Linked DNA regions of Gasterosteus aculeatus: region 1 is linked to region 2. A link is a contact called in public Hi-C data. All regions are on one chromosome and are shown on one strand. Each heading gives the region's core, a stretch centred on a gene start, on an enhancer-like site or on the middle of the called end of the contact. The rest is flanking DNA. Distances are from core to core; before and after follow the strand shown. Region 1 holds the start of pim1 (Pim-1 proto-oncogene, serine/threonine kinase). Region 2 has its middle 6.8 kb from the start of LOC120829901.

What was found. A called contact is a pair of places that touch in the nucleus more often than the background predicts.
Region 1: a contact with region 2 is called in a Hi-C map of skeletal muscle, with 11 times the contacts expected there. The contact joins the promoter of pim1 here to the enhancer-like site in region 2. A contact is called at or near these places in 3 of 6 Hi-C or Micro-C datasets (blood and trunk muscle and skeletal muscle).

What each region holds. Positions count from the first base shown.
Region 1 is chr2:18,964,230-18,967,777 of fGasAcu3.hap1.1, reverse strand. It overlaps pim1 (Pim-1 proto-oncogene, serine/threonine kinase), which reads right to left and starts at 1,291. Exons shown (of 6, transcript XM_040193826.2): 1 at 800-1,291; 2 at 559-665; 3 at 409-459; 4 at 1-300. The coding sequence starts at 881.
Region 2 is chr2:18,889,036-18,892,229 of fGasAcu3.hap1.1, reverse strand. No RefSeq gene overlaps it. Among protein-coding and RNA genes, the nearest start is that of LOC120829901, 6.8 kb to the right of the region's middle. Within about 2 kb of position 1,804, at least 7 of the 9 cell types and tissues checked have open chromatin away from gene starts, as enhancers often do.

The DNA.
Region 1 (3,548 bases), core at 42-2,541, 76 kb before region 2:
GCCGCTGCGCAGGTCGATCAGGATGTTCTCGTCCTTGATGTCGCGGTGCACCACCCCGCAGCCGTGGCAGTGGCGCACGGCCTCCAGCACCTGGCGGAAGAAGCTGTGCGCCAGCTCCTCCGGCAGCGCGCCCTTCTCCGTGATGAAGTCGAACAGGTCCTTGACGTTCTCGGGCCGCTCCATGACGATGATGAAGCTGTCCGGCCGCTCGTACCAGTCCAGCATCTTGATGACGCCGCGGAAGCCCGTGCAGACCTTCTTCAGCAGCACGATCTCCATCGGGACCCGGTATCCGTTAGGCTGCAGAGAGGAGCGACGCGCTGTTAGCGTTTACTACGTGCGCGCAAAACCCGCCCGCTGCGCAGTGTGCCGGTCGATGCGAACGCGGTCGTAAATGGGTTTTCTTACCAGCTCTCCCCAGTCGGAGACTCTGTCCTTGGCGACGTGTTTGACAGCAACCTAGCGGGGCGGAGAAGACGCGGCGTCAGGCGGCACGTTTCACAAATACCAAACATATCGCACATTAAAAAAAGGGAAAACACACGAATGCGTACTGACCGGAGCTCCGTCCGCGGTCCGCGTGCCGGAGTACACGGTGCCGAAGCCGCCGCTTCCCAGCACCGCGCCGACCTGGTAGCTCTTCTCGAACGGCTCCCTCTCCTTCCCTGTTAGGAAACACGCGCAGACACGGCCGGTCAACACCGAGCTAAACCCGAGACGTGCCGGGACAACTGCAGCGCCAAACGAGGCGCCGTCCTTGAGAAGGAGCGGCGGACAGGAGACAAGAAGGGCGTCTAACCTTGGTGGACTTGGTGCTGGATTTTCGCCGGCATGTCTACGGCAGAGATGTGGGCCAGAGAATTGAGTTTGGACAGCAGCATTTCTCACAGGAGATCCAGCACACGCGCGCGCTCTTCTTCTTCTTCGCCTCGTGCGTTATTCCGGTTGTAGGACGCTCCCGTCTCCCGCCTTCAGCTTAAGCTCCACGTTGCACGGATCAGTACCGCGGCGAGGATCCTTTCATCCGGATAAAAGCAAAAGACACTCCGGGGAATGTAGCCCCACCGAAAAAGCTCGTCCCGCCGTGTGGATAACGGAGTTCTCGTGGGAGGGAAAACAAAAACAACGCAAAGCACAGCTGGTGTCCGTAATGTTTTGTAAACAGTAACGCGGAGAAGACGGCGCGTCGAGCTAATGCCTCCGTCAGTAAAACCGGCTCTTGGAAGAGGGAGAATGGGGGAGGACGATTATATCGCAGTAGTAAGAGGGCGTCACCACCCTCCTCCCACCCAACCCCCCCACCACATGCGTCACCGGCTCTTTCCGCTCCCCTGCGCCAATAGGACTGCGCGGTGCGTCAATATCACAACGAAAATAGAGGCATGACGGGCTGGGCCAGACACAGACGTGGCGGGAATAAAAAAAAACGCGCTAAAAGAAAAATAGAGGGCTGTAGTAATAATGAATTCCACTTGGAGGGAAAATGCAAATGTAAACCCGGTGGCCCCCAGTCTCGTTTTTCCGCGGGAAAAACTGGCAGTTAATGTAAAGTAAAGTAGAAACTGGTTAAATGCCTTTTAAAGTAACCATATTTCATATGTATTTTGTTGTGTCTGCAAAAACAACAACAACAAAAAAGACGGGTGCTTTTAGTTGCACTTAAAGCGTTTATTCGGCTTGGTGAAAACATTTTTGCGCAAAGAGTGGAGTTCATCAAGTGCGTCCCCGCTATTCCGCCCCCCTGCCGTGTACCTGATTATTTGCACATTAAACACACAGGTTTACTGGCCGAAGTGAAGTCTGACACGATGACTCTTTATTTGAGTTGTTTCTCCACTGGCTGCGCATCAAAGCGCGCCGGGCGGAACGGGCGCATTCCTCTCATTCTTTCAAATTGGGTGGCCGCGTTTGCAGGCGCTCACAGGATGTGGGAAAACAGAGATAAAAAGACTTCCATTTACTCCCCCCTCCCCCTCTCTCTCTTGCTCTCTCTCTCTCTCCCCGCTCCCCCCTCCGCCCTTCTTTTCCCGCGCATGTTATTGTCTGAATGGAATTCCTCCCCCTCCCCCTCAATCAAGTTAAGTTTTCCTTAGAATTTCGTGCACAATCATAATAAACTTATCATAATGCTGATATTGCATGTCCCAGTAGTCCCAGTCCCATAATGGGGCACTGGAGGAAAAGATATTCTTAAGGAAGACAAATGTTTGTTAATTATCATTCAATTATTTTGATGGAACTTTTAAACACTTTTTAAAGTAGCAAAGATTAATTCTGTCCATCAATACATTTTTAAAAAATCCTTTTGCACGGCAACCGTGCTGCATGGGCCTGCACCAAGATATTTTGAAGACAAAAACAAATAAATAATATAAGCTGCCAAGTGGCCTACTTTAAAGACGAAAGTGCGTGCACCATTTCCTAAACTGTTTGCAGGTCACAGACTGGAATGCAAGTGATACCATCGGAGCGTTCGTACTTTGCCCCAGGGCAAATTCCTGCAAGGTCTCCTCAAATCAAAAAGTTACCACGCAAATTCACCCTCAACCACGTAACTCCAGTGTCAACCAATTACAGTTTAAAACCGCTAATTCAAACACAACTTATCTTCTGTACTCCGTGCGTGCTTGCGTGCACAAGTTGGGTGGGCTAGTTCAACTATTTTTGATGCTCTCTTGTTTCACTTTCACGTTGCTGAATTCACAGCTTAATACTGTGAAACTTGCAGCAGTAAAACCTTAGTAGTAGCAGTAGTGTTTTTAGAGTGTCGTGTGAAGAGGTGCAGAGAGGAGTGGCTTCATGCTCAGTCAGGGGGGGGGTCGGAGGAGAAGCCTGTGAGAACGGAGGGGCCCAAGGCAACGAGTGCGCCTCATGAAATGCCACCGGTGAGCGCATCTCGGCGCGGCTGCAGATAGCCCTGCCTGCATGATCAGCAGGGCTCAAATGACGGGCGTCTGACCCCATCTGTCAGGAGGACAGATTAGTAGTTGCACCGCTTGCTTTTAGGGGCACCTGCTCGGTCCAATCTCTGTAAATCTTACTGTAAAGAAGGACGTCACAGATTTGTATGTCAGCGGTCAACAGAAATATCCCCGCTGCAACCCCCATATCTTTTACAGTCATTTAGGTTTTTGCAACGTTTGTGTTGACTTGTCGGTCCGGCACTGCACGCTGAAACTTGAGAAAGCCGCAATGGGAAAATAGCTCCCTGGCAAAAGGTTTTGCTTATGTAATCCTATGAATTGCTTCCTCTTTCTCGATAAATAGAAACTGTGCCCGCAGAAAGCTTTCGCAACACCAAATTATACTGCTCCACGTTGAACGTCACACTACAATCCAGTGTTGTTATATATATAGTCTCAAGTCTTTGTACCCAAGTCCACAGTCAAGTCCCAGGTCACTACGGACAAGAACTGAGTCACGAGTCGAGTCACAAGTCACGACTGACAAGTTCTATGTCAGTACTAGTAGGACGTAATACCTCTCTCTAAATAAAGTTGACGGTCTAATACATAATAACTTTGAAGGACGTTATCCAATGTAAGCAT
Region 2 (3,194 bases), core at 555-3,054:
CTCACTCCTTTGTTCTCGTCCAGGCCGGAATCGATGAATCAAAAGAGTCAACTTGCTCAAATTCAAGAATCTAAAAGTATTTAAAAACTAAACAAAGTGATAAGGAATACAATTACAAAGTGAAATACAAAGCGAACAGTGAAATATTTCGCAAAATAGAGAATTCTCTGAGCAAGTCTAAAGCGACTTATCAAAGCGGCTGCAGGAATATTCTAACAGTCCTTTCCCTGCGTTGGTCATTTGAAATCTCTTGAGGTGTGTCTTCTTGGGTGCATTTGAATGTCATCGGCTTCTCCTTCAAAGGGTCTCCTCCTTCACATCGAGGTGTGAAGCTGCTGCTGTAACCTGAGACCTTCTTTGTCCTGTCTGTCCCTCACATTCCAATGCATTCAATGTAGATACATATGGCTTTATGCCTCAATGAATATAAAATAGCATGCACAGTTTGTCTTATAACTAGTACACTTTAATCACAACACATAAGATCTAATACAGTTCATGTGGTCCAACACTCAATACATTTGCCTGAATCGGCTGTCTTATATTCAGTTGCTCATCTACTACCTGACAGGAGAAAAAACTCCCAAAAAACCCTCTTTGGGGAGAAAATTGGGAGAAATCCATAAAGGACGGCAATTAGCTTCCGTCCGTAGGTTTTAACATCACATTGTGACAGAATGTTAATGTGTACAGTGTTTATATGATTTACATGACTATACTTTGTGTTTGATTCATATTGCATTCACTTCATCTAACATAATAATAACACACAAACTACAATGCTAACACTAAACATTATTACACGTATTATAATGTCCACCACTAGGTGTGCCCTTCTTGCTTAAATCCCTGTCTGATGCCATGTGATATATATATATATATATATATAAATGGGTATTTTCAAGATAAGTAAGCCGGGTGCAAGGCACTGCCCCCTTTCATTAATTACAACTTCTTATTTCTTTGAATGACAGGAAAAAGAGCCTCAGATGAAGATGAAGTATTTGTGTCATTATATCAATATGTCACATATTCAAGTCAGTCAAAGTGTATTGGCTTTCCCTTTTTAATGTCATAATAAAGACACAATGATCTTACGCCCTGCGGAAGATAAACAACTCTGAAATTAAATATTTAGCTAAAGGAGGAACACGTTATTCTGGGAAAAGTCAGAATACAACCCGAGCAGCTTTATTGGGATAAAAGCTCTGAGGAAGAAGCCACTGCAGACTGATCCCGACGTTATTAACATCAAAACCAGTGGCATTCACACACCACACACGGCCACAAACTGGTCTACAGCGCTCTGCAGAAGTGCTCATTATTATGGAATCAGAATTTACACTTGTCAGCAGGCACAAGGCCATAAACTAACACACACACAGCGCCATAAACACTCCACGACACTCTATCAGGCCCTTATCCACCAGGGCACCTGGAAAGAGGTTAGCCTCGTGATTGCATGTTGGGGGGGGGGTGCGCGCCTGAGTGTGTGTGTGTGTGTGTCCATCGATGCGGGGAATCCACACTGCAGGGTCTGACTGCCTAAACATGGGACCGGTCTCCACAGACTCGCACTGTCTTCATTGCAAACATCTCTCCAATCGCGCGCAATCCCTTTCATGTCAGAATAAAACGGCTCTGCTCTGTCGTGTCCCGGCACACACGTGGCGGGAAGAGCGCGCGTGCTCGTGTGCAGTGACCGACACAATGAGGACGGTTCGTTTCACGTCTCGCTTGAGATGCGCGTAGGAAGCCGCGCAGGGAATTCTTAGAAGCCGAACGCGGTCGTAGCAAAGAGGAAGGAAGGAGCCACGTGACGAGACCAATGGCGACACGCGGCCGCGCGCGCGGTGCCTCCTGGATGGGAGAGATAAAGCCAGTCTGCTCTCTATTCCGCTTTTTTTTCTCGTGTCATTTCCATTTTATGCAATTTGAAGCTTATTTTTTTATTTAGATTATAGGTCAGCGTGGAATGCTGCGCGTGGTCGGGTTCAGTGAGTTCATATAATATTAGTACACTTTCTTGTGTTCTCTCACTGGAGTCACAGCGCCCTCTGCTGGTTTCAACATGATTGTGTCGAGACACAACAGGTGAAGAGGGTATATAACACAATAGTACTATGACATTTTCCCAGTAGCACGGGGTAGTAGGGGTAGTAGTATCTCCATGTTTTTAGGAATAAAATGATGTATAAATCAGGCTTTGAATAATTTATTAACAGACCTTTACGGAAAACCTTTAGAGGTAAAGAGGAATGTAACTGGAAAGTTTGATAGGTGATGACAAAGATTTCTGGCTGTAATAGTAACAAAACGTATATGTGCAGTAGACATGACGTGTCTACTGCAGACGTGTTTGTTCTTCATTTTAAATATTATTAAGTTTCATAGAAATTGACATTTGAAAAAAAGAAAAAAACGGAAGATACTTGTGGGAAGGGGAGGCCCCTTTCCAGTAAACCCACACTTCCTCTTTCTGTGGAAGTCAAACGCTGCCGCATTTCACTTTAAAAACAGTCTGCTTCCTGTTTTTTTTCTGGGGTTTCTTGCCGTTCAACAGTCCTGCTAATAAATTTACACAAACTTCCTCCCCACCCCCATTCCAGTGTCAGAATAGCTCATTCTGACACTCCGACCTCCGATCAAACGTTGAGCCGTGGCAGCGGTGCTGACCGGACATGTGGTGTGACGGTGCTTGCCGCGGGTCTCCTTGTGGAGCTGTCACTCAGAGCTTCACCTTCCTCTCTGCCCGTTATCCCGCTGGCCCTTTTACACTGCCCTCCTTGTGAACCAAATAGAATAGGGTTTTATAGATTAGAATTTTGGTACTTAACGTGCACTTTAACCAACAGCTTTTTCTTTTATGTTTCAATCAATTTTCTTAACTGTTTTTAAAATATCCTTGCTTATTTGGATGTTTTTTAATGGCTTTATGTGAAGCACTGAATTTCTTTGATGTTGACATCTGCTATACACATAAAATTGGCTTGCCTATTAAAAGGTCTGTATGATATATATTTATTCACATTAAAATAAATAAAAGTGAACATTTGGAAGTAGTTATGCGTTGTTATGGAATGCTTACACTGGTCCACTGAACATCCAATTGGGCTATATGTGGTCCACAAAATTGTCACACAAAGTTTGACATACTGTGGGGACTCGTCTTCCTTCTCTAACTTCAACCAGTT